3 separate regions of the Sus scrofa genome follow, and regions 1 and 2 are each linked to region 3. Evidence: chromatin contacts called from public Hi-C and promoter capture Hi-C data. All regions are on one chromosome and are shown on one strand. Each heading gives the region's core, a stretch centred on a gene start, on an enhancer-like site or on the middle of the called end of the contact. The rest is flanking DNA. Distances are from core to core; before and after follow the strand shown. Region 1 holds the start of RPL37A (60S ribosomal protein L37a). Region 2 has its middle 22 kb from the start of RPL37A. Region 3 holds the start of IGFBP2 (insulin like growth factor binding protein 2).

What was found. Promoter capture Hi-C pulls out the DNA fragments that hold promoters and counts their contacts. Hi-C and Micro-C count contacts between places; a contact is called where the count stands out from the background.
Region 1: a promoter capture Hi-C map of fetal skeletal muscle shows a contact between it and region 3, with 4 times the contacts expected there. The contact joins the promoter of RPL37A here to the promoter of IGFBP2 in region 3. A contact is called at or near these places in 2 of 5 promoter capture datasets (fetal skeletal muscle and liver) and 8 of 47 Hi-C or Micro-C datasets (embryonic fibroblasts, epiblast stem cells, fetal liver and 3 more).
Region 2: a Hi-C map of epiblast stem cells shows a contact between it and region 3, with 1.7 times the contacts expected there. The contact joins the enhancer-like site here to the promoter of IGFBP2 in region 3. A contact is called at or near these places in 2 of 5 promoter capture datasets (fetal skeletal muscle and liver), 8 of 47 Hi-C or Micro-C datasets (embryonic fibroblasts, epiblast stem cells, fetal liver and 3 more) and 1 of 2 datasets of contacts at active chromatin or transcription factors (alveolar macrophages).

What each region holds. Positions count from the first base shown.
Region 1 is chr15:118,700,909-118,705,520 of Sscrofa11.1, reverse strand. It overlaps RPL37A (60S ribosomal protein L37a), which reads right to left and starts at 3,323. Exons shown (of 4, transcript XM_021076246.1): 1 at 3,163-3,323; 2 at 2,705-2,833; 3 at 2,047-2,129; 4 at 547-671. The coding sequence starts at 3,165. The coding sequence ends at 608.
Region 2 is chr15:118,721,719-118,725,832 of Sscrofa11.1, reverse strand. No RefSeq gene overlaps it. Among named protein-coding and RNA genes, the nearest start is that of RPL37A, 22 kb to the right of the region's middle. Within about 2 kb of position 2,467, at least 12 of the 83 cell types and tissues checked have an H3K27ac peak or open chromatin away from gene starts, as enhancers often do. A contact at or near this core is called in epiblast stem cells, where this site is marked.
Region 3 is chr15:118,820,047-118,824,411 of Sscrofa11.1, reverse strand. It overlaps IGFBP2 (insulin like growth factor binding protein 2), which reads right to left and starts at 2,320. Exons shown (of 4, transcript NM_214003.1): 1 at 1,829-2,320. The coding sequence starts at 2,246.

The sequences.
Region 1 (4,612 bases), core at 2,074-4,573, 120 kb after region 3:
GTCTTCAAATAAGATTCCGCATTAGTAATCCCAGCCCCTCTCATATATTCTATTGCACTACCAGCACTGTTCAGGAAACTGATACTGAGGAGTAACTCAGACCACACAACTACCTAGGCAATTTGGCAGAATAAGTGCTTCTTCACCACAGCCACCTAATGCTTATTCAACTCCTTATGCTGATGCAAAATTTTAGCCACTCACTTGGGGAATCCCTGAAGACCTGTGTCAAACACTTCTATGAAATCGGTATATAATCAGACAAAACACCAAAGGTTAATAGGCAATGTATGTTAAAATATCTTAAAATATAGACAGACTGTGATTTTAAAACAAGTTTGCACAGCGTGATGTATCTCAAAGAAGTCGAACTGGCAAGGAAAGCCTTAGGCTTATGTCATATATCATCTGACTACCAAAAAAACCAATAGATTGTGACAACCCATCTCAGCATGATTTTATAAGAAAATTAAAAGGATTTTAATTTCCAAGTCTTTTTTAAGAAAGCAAAATTAATGCAAATAAGAATGTCAACAAACCAAAGTAGTTCTGTTACATAAATTAACCCATTTATTATAGGCTAGCAAAATTTCCACTGGTGGTGCTTCTACTGGTCCTTCAATTCCTTCAGTCTTCTGATGGCAGACTTTACTGTGACAGCAGAAGTGGTGCTGGAAAGAAAAACAAATTTGGTTCCAAGATAATCAACTAGTTAACATGTGAAACGGCAAGTAAGAAACCTGCCTCCGTTTTACATTATAATCTTAATCTTACATCCATCAACTGTCATGTCTTCAGGATGTGAAGACAATCTCATGCATCTGATTTCTCAGACAGGAGAGCATAAAATTAACAGGAAGAAATGGTTGCAAGAAGCTAACTCATTAAAAGGGAATGGACAGACTGTCAGAAGAAACTAATAAATTATAAGATGTGTACCATCAATGAGCAGTATCAAGAAGACGTCTAAAGCAGTAGAACAGACTAAAGCACGTTTTGGAAATGACAGTACATTTTGCCACAATATTCAGAAAGAGCATTTGAAAAACATCCATCCCACCCCACAGGGAAGACATATGAATACTAATTCATTTTACCATCACAATCAAGTGCACCGCACTCCCCATTTTTGTCCTCAAAACCCCACAAGGTGTCTATCTACCTATATATACACACATCTCCATGTTATCATTTCAACATTTTCCAATTATTTTACACTACTTTAATTTTAAATTTAAAAAAATTTCAGGAGTTCCCGTCGTGGTGCAGTGGTTAATGAATCCGACTAGGAACCATGAGGTTGCGGGTTCGGTCCCTGCCCTTGCTCAGTGGGTTAACAATCTGGCGTTGCCGTGAACTGTGGTGTAGGTCGCAGACACAGCTCGGATCCCGCAAGTTGCTGTGGCTCTGGTGTAGGCTGGTGGCTACAGCTCCAATTCGACCCCTAGCCTGGGAACCTCCACATGCCGCGGGAGCGGCCCAAGAAATAGCAAAAAGACAAAAAAAAAAAAAAAAAAAAAATCAACTACACTAGCTGTATCCCTTTTACTATATGTAAGGTACTAGTACTGGACAGCTGTACACTGACTAGAAGTGAAACACCTCAGCCTTCAGGGTCAGCAACGAATTCTACAACTAGAGGTCTTTGGGGGTGGCTCGAATTTTCAGAATTGGATAACCATAGGAGTCCACACAATAACCAGCATAAAAGTCCACAAGGCAATAGCACCTGGTCCTTGTCAGAGCCACAAAACTGAGAAAGTCCAACCACATTGTTTAAAAGGGCAAAGGTGTGGTAGCCCAGATGGCCTCCATACATATATGACAAGAAACAGCCTGCCTTAAGTGTTCAGCAGTCAGCCCAACAGACCTGTACAACATTCCTTGATGACCCTAATGAATGAATGTAAAATTCTAAAGTAATGTGATCACACTTTAAAAGCATTCTTTTGTTTAATAAGAGTTTAAACTAGCCCATTCAACATCAAACCTGGAATTGTGACATGGTCCACGCACTTTCAGTTACGACAAAGAAATAAGACTCACTTGTAGGTCCAGGCACCACCAGCTACCGTTTTCATGCAGGAACCACAGTGCCAGATGCCCACAGCTCGTCTCTTCATCTTGGTCTGTAAAAGACAACCAATTTTCCCTCTGACCAAAGAACAGCCTTTTATATCACAAAAATCTAAGAATCTAAATTACACTAGAATTAAAGCTGGTGTATTTTACCATTTTTTTCCCCTAACTTCAAGTTTTCTGCTGCAAAATTTGCATAAACTGTGGTGATATTTTCAGGGATGTGGAAGATCTGCAACTCCCCCCCCCAAAAAAAACACAAGAATTGCCGGAATACAGTATTTTTTGCACACAATAAACATACAAACATTAAACAAAGATCTCTACCCGACACTGGTAGACAAAACAGACAGAACTGTGTTCCACAAAACTGGTTTGGCTTAAGCTGGGACTGTCAACTGTTTACCCTTTAGTTCCCACTTGTCGTCACAGGAAAAAAAGGTTTTTACAAAATCCAGAGTTATCAACAATACTCTCGTCTTGCAACTGGTTACCAATTATGTGCAATTCTGAGAACCAGCAAACCATCTATAAACTTCCTTCAAGAAGCCTCACTCCGGAAGGAAACCTTCCCTCCCTCCCTCTTCGCCGCGCCCCCCGCTTCCCGGCCCACAGCCCATCTTACTTTGCCACAGAAGGAGCAAGTGTACTTGGCGTGCTGACTGATTTCAATTTTCTTCACCATTTTCCTGAGGGAAGCACCATAACGGGTCCCGTATTTGCCCACGATTCCAACCTTCTTGGTGCGTTTGGCCTGTTAAAAAAAAAAAAAGTTAGGGAAAAACCCAGCAACAAGGACTCTGACCCTCCACACACCATCCTTCCACCCACCCAGCCCCCGCCTGCTCCCCGCTCGCCCATCACATCCTGGTAAAACCAAGGTCCGAGGGCACTGGGTTAACCCAGCCCGGACGCGCCAGCCTTCGCCAAGCCGCCCCAGTCTCCGTCTGAGGAGCGGCGAAGGCACGGAGGCCGGGGACACAGGACCGAACAGGCGAGCAGAGGCGGGTCGGCGCGAAGAAACCAAGAAAAAGGCAGATGCACGCAGATAGACACCTAGGCCTCACAGGGACCAACACTCACCATTTTGCCGCAAACCCGGTCCGAGCCCAGAGAGGAAGAAGGGTTGTGCGCAGGCGCAGTTTTAGGCGGACGAGCGGAAGCGGCGGCTGGGAGGCCCAGCTAGGAACTGAACTCTATGGTTCGGAGGTCTCCTCCCACCCGGTGCCTTCTGGGTAATGTGGCCGACCTTCTTTCTGACAGGTTTACCCTGATTCACAGATTGCAGCAACGGACTGGATAGCAGAGGCACTTTCTCCCATCGGCATTATTTTACACGTATCTCACCAAGTTCTGCAAAACCAAGTATGATTTCCTCCATTTTACAGACACTTCATATTTTAAGTGACTTGCTCACAGGCACTTGGCTTAGAAAAGTGCTTAACTTTTACGACTCCAAATTTCGTCGCTTTCTGTATAATGCATTCTGAAAGCGGCAAGCCCTGTGCAGGAAGCCAGGATAGCGGTGGCGAAAAACCAAAGCTCCACTCTTACATGTTATAGTCCGGCCAGGGGAAGCCATATGACCTCTTTAACAAGTTATAATTTCAAAGAAATCAGAGCTCTGAAGGAAGGAAGATGGTCCCATCTATCCTAGGAAGAGCCTGGGGCTCCCTGAGAAAGGCTGAGACGAGAAAGCTGGAGAGGAATAGTCACGGTCGAGGTTCGTCTGGCAGCTTCTCCCTCCGTCTCAGTTCTGTTTGCCTGCCGCTCTATTTCAGAATCCATCCCATGGCCCTGATGGGAGGGTGGAAGTACGCACAACCTAAGAGATGAGAATCATCTTCTACTTGGTGGACTTTCTGAGGACTTATGTGGGAAAGACAGCTTCTCAGATATTTCTGAGGGACTCCTCCCAAGAAATAAAGGAGGAGCCAGGATTTATAGGAATTTTGGCGACAAAAACTAAATGGTAGGAACATCAAAATATTACTGTTGAAGTTCCCACTGTGGCACAGTGGGATCGGGTGGTGTCTCTGAAGTGCCAGGACAGAGGTTCAATCCCCCACCCAGCACAGTGGGTTAAAGGAGCTGGTTTTGCCACAGCCCCAACATAGGTCACAACTGTGGCTTGGATCTGATACCTGGCCTGAGAACTCCATATGCTGCAGGGCAGCCAAAAGATGAAAAAAAAAAAAAAATTACTGGTCGTTAAAGAAAAAGACATGTCAGGTTAATGAATTTAGCGCTTTTCTATGTGTGGGAAAATGCAAGAGTCTGGGCTTATTAAAATTATTCTTTTGAGAAGTTCCTTTCATGGCTCAGTGGTTAATGAACCCAACTAGGATCCATGAGGACGAAGGTTTGATCCCTGGCCTTACTTACTGGGTTAAGGATCCAGCATTGCTGTGAGCTGTGGTCTCAGACACAGGTTGCAGACATGGCTTGGATCCCACGTTGCTGTGGCTGTGGCTGTGGCATAGGCCAACGGCTACAGCTTGGATTCAACCCCTAGCCTGGGAACCTCCATATG
Region 2 (4,114 bases), core at 1,218-3,717, 99 kb after region 3:
TTTAAAATTTTAACCTACATTGATGAGGGTATGTCAGAAGGAGACAGGATCCAAATCAAAGAGCTCCCAATGAGCAACACTGGAAAAAACGAGCAAATGAAATAAGTAACATAATAATGATTTCTAACCCAAAGTAAAGAACAAATATTCACAAGTACATACTGATATAAATATATAATACAAATAAACAAATAAGTAAATGGAGAGGAAGATAAAAACTCATTTAGAAGAATTCCCATGATTATGTAGATAGCCCTCCTTCAAGAAAAGGGAGCATAACCCCCTTCCTTAAGTGTGAGCTGTGCATAATGACTTTCTTCCAAAGAGGACAGAATGGGAATAGGGAAAAGAGTAATTCTCTGGTGGAGAAACTTGACAAACACAGCTGTCTTCTTGCTGTGTCCACACAGGTACCTTCCTCTCCTTATAAGGGCACCAGCTCTATCGGATCAGAGTCCCACCTTCATGACCTCATCTAACCTTTATCACCTCCTACAGGCCCTACCTCTAACACGTGAATTGGGGGAGGATGCAAACATTCAGTCCCATTACACTATGTACAAACCAAATGACATACTTAATATCTTACAGACTGAAAAATAAAGAGATAAAAGAAGAAAGAAAGCAGCAAGGCTAATTTCATAATTCACAGATGTTTAGACATAGATAATACTCCTAACACTATTGAAATAGCAATGAATAGGGATAAACCCCAAATATTCATCAGTAAGATATCTAGCTTAAATCAATTCTGGTGGATGCATAGAATGAAAATACCACGCAGCTCTTAAACAAGAATGAGGATGCTCTCTGTGCAAGGCTATGGAAATATCGCCATCATACATGGTTAAGAAAAACAAGTAAGTACATTGTCACATTGTCCATTTAACTTGCTGAACATTTGTGTAAAAGAAGATGGGGGGGGAATAAGAATTCTAATTGTATATCTTTTTCTATTGTCTTTTAAAAATTTTGAATCATGTAAATGTGATACTTATTCAAAAACAATGAAAAAAATGAAATGAGATGATTTACAGAAAATTATTAACTGAAGTAACAATGAGGTGGTATGTGGCTTGGCAGCAGTCAGGAAGTTTCTGGGAAAACGACTAGTGCAGAGAAGCGTTTTCAATCACCTCCCAATGGCACCTCAGTCTGGTTCCTATTAATTGATTGATTACTTCACTCTTTAAATCTTATAAGCTGAAAAATAAAGTTATTTTAAAATACCAGCAAGACTCTTGACAGATTTTTAGATGGAGAAGAAAGAGAGAGCTTCTAACTCAGCGCCCTCACCAACAAAATGAAAGCTTGTGGCTTGTCAGGGCTCGTTGGCAAGACGAAGGCCTCCCTAAGCCCTGGGCTCTTATTCATTTTGAAGGCTCTATCTCCCATCAAGCAAGTCCAAATGCACCCACACTGAATAAATCTCATTCATTTAATCTCTAAAGCATATTTCTAAGTTAGCTTTTGAAGTGGTTTGACTATTAGGTAACTTATTACATTCACAGTTGTTTTTTTCTTTTCTTTTTTGTCTTTTTAGGGCCACACCTGAGGCATATGGAGGTTCTCAGGCTAGGGGTTGAATTGGAGCTACAGCTGCCGGCCTACACCACAGCCACAGCAACACAGGATCCTAACCAACCGTCTGTGACCTACACCACAGCTCATGACAACGCTGGCTCCTTAACCCACTGAGCGAGACCAGGGATCGAACCTTTGTCCTCATGGATTCTAGTCGGGAATCTAGTACCACTGATCCACGACGGGAACTCCCAACATTTGCGGTTGCTTATATTCCCTGGGATTCCTGCAAAATACGAAAATCTCAACTGAAAGTTGTTTTTGTAGAAAAATTCTTTTTTAAAAAAATTTGGCCATGTCCACGGCATGCAGAAGCTCTGGACCAGGGATCAAATCTGTGCCACTGCAGTCACAATGCCAGATCCTCAACCCACCTAGCCACCAGGGAACTTCTGTTTTCATAGGAAAATTCTAAACACCAAATTTTATAGGTAATAAAGGTAACATAAGGAGAAGTTTTAATTAAGCATATGTTAACTCTGATCTTGCAATTTCCTTTGGTTATCTTCTTTTCTTCAGGAAAAAAAAAAAAGTCTCCTAATGCCTGCAAATCTAAGAGGCAATGTGAGCTAGTGGCAGCAGAGGTAGGAACCCACACCCATGACCTCTCAAAGCAAGGCATCCTCTGAGAACCCTAGTCCTCACAAGGGAAGAGAGGAACCTCCCCCCAGGGGCACGCCCACCTACACAGACGCTGCCAGACGGCCGGGACGAGGGGAGCTCAGGGGGTCTACCCCTCCCCCCCAAGCCTGCCCCACCGTTCCTGAAATAAGCTGCTGTGGAAGGGGCTGCCCCTCCCTCTTTCAGCGCCTGCCTCCCCTCCCATCCACCCTCCCGGCAACTCTATAAATCATCCAGCGTCAGCACAAACCCCCCCTTGCAAGGTTTCCCACAAAGAATTACTGTTAGGTAAAACAAATGGGGAAGGGTGGTGCTTCTTCGAGGCTGACCGGGGCACGAGGGGAAGGAAACGGAGAAGGTGAGCTAAGGGCCTCGAGCTGATATGCATACCGGATCTTTGTTTTCAGTGACAGAGCTCTAGGGCAGCCTCATTTTCGTTTCCATTTGAGGCTGGGGGTGGGGAAGGCGGAGAGCTTTGGTGCTGGGAATATACATACTGATGAAGATGAGGTCAAAACCGGAAGCAGCTGGTTGACCTGGAAGAAAAACTTTCTGGTCGTAGAGTCACAACTTCTCTTCTTTTTAGCGACCCAAAAGATGCCTGCCAGGCCAGACAAAGAATCTGAATCTGTCCTTTTTCACAGGATGTGGCAGCACAGGAACCGCTTTGTAGCTGTCCCTACTCCTATCCCTAAAAGAGCACAAAGCCAACAGAGCCACCCAATTAGATTTACATTTACTGTCCTTGCTACGCACAAGTGTCAGTGCATTATTCATTTAAAACATTTTTATCGGAGTGTAGTTGACTTACAGTGTGGGTTAGTTTTAGATGTATGCAAAGTGATTAGTTATACACATACTCATATCCATTCTTTTTCAGATTCTTTTCCCATATAGGTTACTACAGAATATTGAATAGAGTTCCCTGTGCTCTAATCTTGTTGGTTATCTGTTTTATATAGAGTAATGTGTATATGTTAATTCCAAATTCCTAATTTATCCCTCCTCACCACATTTCCCCTTTGATAACTGTAAATTTCTTTTCAAAATCTAAGAGTTTCTGTTCTGTAAATAATTTCATTTGTATCATTTTTACTAGATTCCATGTATAAATAATATCATATAATTTGTCTCTCACTTACTTCACTTGGTATGATAATCTTTAGGTCCATCCATGTTGCTGCCAATGGCATTATTTCATTCTTGTTTAAGGCTGAGTAATATTCCATTGTATATATGTACCACATCTCCTTTATCCACTCTTCTGTTGATGGACATTTAGGTTGCCTCCATGTCTTGGCTATTGTAACTAGTGCTGCAATGAACATTGGAGTGCATATATCTTTTCAAATTATGGTTTTTTTCAGGTAGATGTCCAGGAGTGGCTGGATCACAGATCATAGTGAGGAAGGGAAGGATACTCCCTAGGGAACTTGGTTCTATGGTTTGTCCTCTTCTCACCAGTGGTCAGACAATAGCTCTCTGGACTTCTCCAGAATGACCCACAATGGTGATTCCTTCCCAGTCAAGACTCTCCCCTTATTCTGTTCCTTTGGGTTACACAGTCTCCAAACTGTTCTCATCATGCTCAAAGTACAAATGTGCCCCTGGGGAGAGGAACATACTAGCTTCCTAATTCTTTCATGTTGAGAGAATTCAGGGGCCCTCTGTGACAGAAAGGAGCCCATCAAGCTGAAAGTGAGGCGGGGGGATAGGGTGAAAGAGACAGCTGAAGGGAGGTGAGGAGGCCTGCAGGCCATATTAGCCTTCGTCACAGTAGGTCCAGCATTCTGCAGACAGCCTGCTGAGTTCAGGGCGTGGGAGAAGGGGGCCTCCATCTTTGCCCTCCTTGATCTTCTCTTCAACTTTCTCTTTCTCACCCTCATTCTTGTTGACCTAGCCGTGTTAA
Region 3 (4,365 bases), core at 1,071-3,570:
AGGAAGAGTAAAAAAATACCAAAACGTGGAGAAAGGACATGTATTGCACCCTTGACTGAAACAGTCAAGATCCCAACGATTCTGTGAACTTGGAGGCCTTTTGAACAAACGTTCACCCTGCTGAGGGAGATGTTTAGTTTGTCAGAGTTGAGCTCAGAAACCACAGCACCTCCCTGGTGGACCATGGGGTGTGAGGGGGGCCACGGAGGAGAAACACAGGAATGGGGGGATGGGCACCCAGCCGTGAAAGGACCTTTGCTGAGTCTTTTCCCTTTTATTCCTACTTTCTAAGAGTAGCCAAAGGGAAGGGTTAACTTCGAGGCAGGCTGGGGAGGGAAGCAAGCCCGAAGGAGAAAGGCATGGAGGGTTCCACTTGGAGGGAGCCCTAACTTGCTGTGCCCTCAAGGTCAAAATGTGCCAGAGAAAAAATTTCAACTCTGACCCCTAATTGTATTCCCAAGGAGAACAGGGGACAAAAAAAAATAGTAAAGGAAGGTGGGGGGGGGGCTATGGGAGGAGAGTCGAGATGTTGTTGGAGGACCACAGAAGCTGAGAAGCAAGCAAAAATGTTTCCACTTTTTCTTTCCTTTTTTTTTTTTTCTGTCTAAGTTTGAGAAACTTGGTCAGACTGGCTTGCTTTTTAAACAACAGCAGCAGGCAGTGGACACATTTCGCCACTGTCTCCAAGAGGAAAGAAAATAATTACAGCTTCCTCCAGAACGACTGGGGCAGGAGGCTTTTGTAAATTAAGAAACAAACAAACAAACAAAAAGCCAACAAAACAACAACAAAACTCAACACGTGAGGCCTTCATCGCCTGGCTGTGTCCTTCAAAAAAATGTCTTTTGGGGGGCGGGGGGATGAGGACCCAGGAAAAAGAATCTCAGGGCCCTCATTCTATGGGATAGGAAGAGCTCCCTCAAATTAGGATGGTGGGGGTGGGGGACCACCATGCTCCGGCAGGAGAAGCTGCGCCCTGGCCCAGGCATCCTCCTGCCGGCTGCCCCAGGGCCCAGATGCTAAACTGAGCAGCATGGCTGCCCCCGCCCTGAACTGCAGCCGGCAACCCGGCTTCATGGCTGAAGTTACAATGACTCCACCGCTGGGGTCTCTTCCTCGCCTCTCCAGAGCCCCTTTTTTATTGTTCTGCCTAACATAAAAGCAAGAACCTTCTTCATCCCCTTTGTAAAATAGCAGCGTTCCTTTTCATTTTTCCACTAAGCAGTCCACCCGACAAAGTACCAACAAGTCCTTTCTTCTCACCTCACAATCCCAGAAGGAAGGGACCTCAGACGCCGCTGCTGTTTCCCAGCGCCCCCTTCTCACCAGAAGTCCCTGAGGTCCTCGGTACCCGCCAGGCTCCCCCACCATCCCCGGCCCCCAGCAGCGTCCTCCACCAGGACCCCTCCAGCAACCTTTGGTCGGCGGTCACACTCAAGCTGTGCCCTAAGTAAGCCTGAAGCTCTTCTCCCACCAATGTGACCAGCCCCCTCCTCCTCAGCAAGTCCCCCCTCCAAAATAGAGGTCAGGGTACGTTCCAACCAGGGAAGCCTATGGTAACAGGGATGCCGTCCTTCTCCCGGTTTGTTCCCCACCAAATCAGTAGCCCGGGCTCTTCCGCACGCTGGAACTCCAGCTCCCCTCCCCGGGTCCAACTTTTGGGTCCCCCCTCCCAACAATCCCCCAGAGCCAGTCCAGGGCTCCGCTCTTCCTGCGCTAAGACGGTCTCTGAGGGGTGCCGCACACCCCTCCGCTCTGCAAGGGCGCCAGCCGGGCTCCCCGGTTGCCCTCCAAGTTTCTGCGAACTAGTTGTCCTAGCCGGCGTTACCTGCAACCTGCTCGGGGCTGGCGCCGTACTCGGCATCGCGGCGCTTTTCGCAAGTGCCCTCGCCCAGGACCAGCGCCTGCAGGGGCAGCTCGGAGCCCGGGTGGGGATAGCAGCGCAGCCCCTGGGCGCAGCGCGGGGTGTACACGCCGCACCGCTCGCCCTCCAGCCGCGCGCACACAGAGCAGCAGCCGCAGCCCGGCTCCCGGACAAGCTCGCAGGGCGCGCGGGAGTCGCCAGCCGGCCCGGCCCCGGCGGAGGGCGGCGCGGCGGGAGGGGGCCTGCAGGCGGCCAGGCTCTCGGGCGTGCAGGGCGGGCAGCGGAACAGCACCTCGGCGCGCGCCCCGCGGCCGCCCGTGCCCAGCAGCAGCAGCAGCAGCGGCAGCAACGACAGCGCGGTGCCGCCCAGTCTCGGCAGCATGTTGGCGGCGGTGAGCGCGACGGCGGCGAGCGAGCGGGCAGGTGGCACGGCCCTGCGAGCGCGGGAGCCGCCTCCTCGGCTTCTTTCTCCTCCCCCGCCGCCGCAGCCGGGTCCTAAAGGGCCCTGCTTCTCCCCGCCCCCTGCCTTCTCCCCTCCCCCTTTTGGAGACCACCCCCTTCCCCCGACACTCCCGCGCGCGGGCCTCTACGTGCGCGCACGCCCACTCGCCCATCCCCACTTCCTCGCCTGCTGCGGGGGGTCCCCTAACTCCCTCCGGTCTGTGTCCCTCCACGCACTTCTACCCCGGGCTCCCTGACTCCCGGAGGATGAGAATAATTTGGGGGTTTGAGTAAGATTGGCGCGGGACTGGACAAGAGTGGGTGCTTTTGTCTCCTGTTTTCGGTTCAATTCGGAAGCACTTCGTTTGCGCGCTTCCCATGTGGCCGGCAAAGGACGTCAGGCATGACCTTCAAGTAGGTTTCAGTCCTCTCCCTGCAACTCCCTCCATCCTCGGGTTTTCACTCACTGCTGCCTGGGACAATGACTTAGGAGTCTGGAGGCTGTTCACATCCTCTAGACCAGCGTACCCTGAATAGCCCCTCTTAGGGACCATTGCAATTTCCCAACCCTGGGAGCATCTGGTAACATGTAAGTACCTGAAATGCAGTTTCTGGACACTGAGAAACCTGCTCCCTTCCTCTCCCCTAGTCTGCTCCCTCCCCAGAAAATTAATCTCTTGGGGGCCCGGCCCCCACCCACAGATCTCCAGACATTTGCTGCAGGATAGACCCCAGAACACCCTGCTTCAGGGATCTTAAAGAGGTCAGATCAGCTTTCCAGGTGTAGGAGAATGCCCTGAGGTTAGGTCCTTTGGAGCTCTCCTCAGTAAATGGAGATGAACAAGAATGGCCTCCCTTTATTCTGTTTGATTTACTGAATCATTGATCCAAGCTGTTCCCAGCTCCCAGAAATTCCAGGCTGGACCCCACTTTAATTATCACCCATCTCCCTGGGTTGTGACCCTAACAAAGATCCTTGTCAGAGAGATTCTCTTGGTGGGGGGTGGGCCATTAAGCTGCCTCCAGACCAGGTATAATTTCTCAATACCTCTGTGCCACCCTTCCCCCCGCCAGGGCCCTGCACTCCAGCTCTTTCCAACTTCAAGACTTTACTGAAGCAGCTTTTGTCAGGTGGCTACCTGGCTTTGAAGGTGAGCTGGATGTCCCAGGAGGGCAAGTTTCTGATCTTCAAAAATGGACAAGAACAACCATTTGGGGGAGAGTTTGGTGTAATGAACCAACAACAGATTGCCAGAGGCTTTGAGGAGGAGACACGCATTTAGATAGAAAGGTGATGGGGGTTTCAGGGGTGGGATCAGAATTGAAATTGAAGCTTGGAATTCTACCAGGGGAAATGCAGGCATAGCAAGGGCATCCGGAGCAGAAGGACTTGCTGAAGCAAAGACATGGAAATGGGAAAGTGAGGTTGGAGAAAGGAAGTCCACTTTGGCCAGCAGGAGGCTTGGGGGCAGGGGACGGACTGGCAGGAAATCCAGTTGACATGTGTGGGGGCTGGGCTTCATTTAGAGGGCAAGGGGATGCAGCATCCGTGTTTGGGTGGAGGGGTGAAATAGACAGAGCTGGACTTCTGGAAATCGCTAGAGCTGTGTCTAGTGCAGATCCAACAAAACTAAGAGACAAGCATGAGGAGGCTGCTGGTCACTCCTCTTTGGTGTGCCCTGGATTGCAGCAGAAACATTTGTTTCTGTTGTTTTCACTGCCTAGAGTCCGGGCACCCTCAGAGCAGGGAACAGGGACACTGTCTAGCTTGACTCTGTCCAATAAAAATCTAATGCAAACCACAAACATGAGCCACACGTGCAATTTTCAGTTTTTCTAGTCATCGTGGTAAAATACAGTAAAAAGACATAGATGAGACCCATTTTAGTATATACTTTGTTTGACTTACTATGTTCAAAATACCATTTCAAGGTGTAATCAATATTAAAAATTATTAGTGAGAGATTTAACACTCCTCTTTTCATACGAGATCCTCAAGCTCTGAGGTGTGTTCTATGCTTATAGCACAATTCAGTTTGCACTAGCCAGCATGCACATGC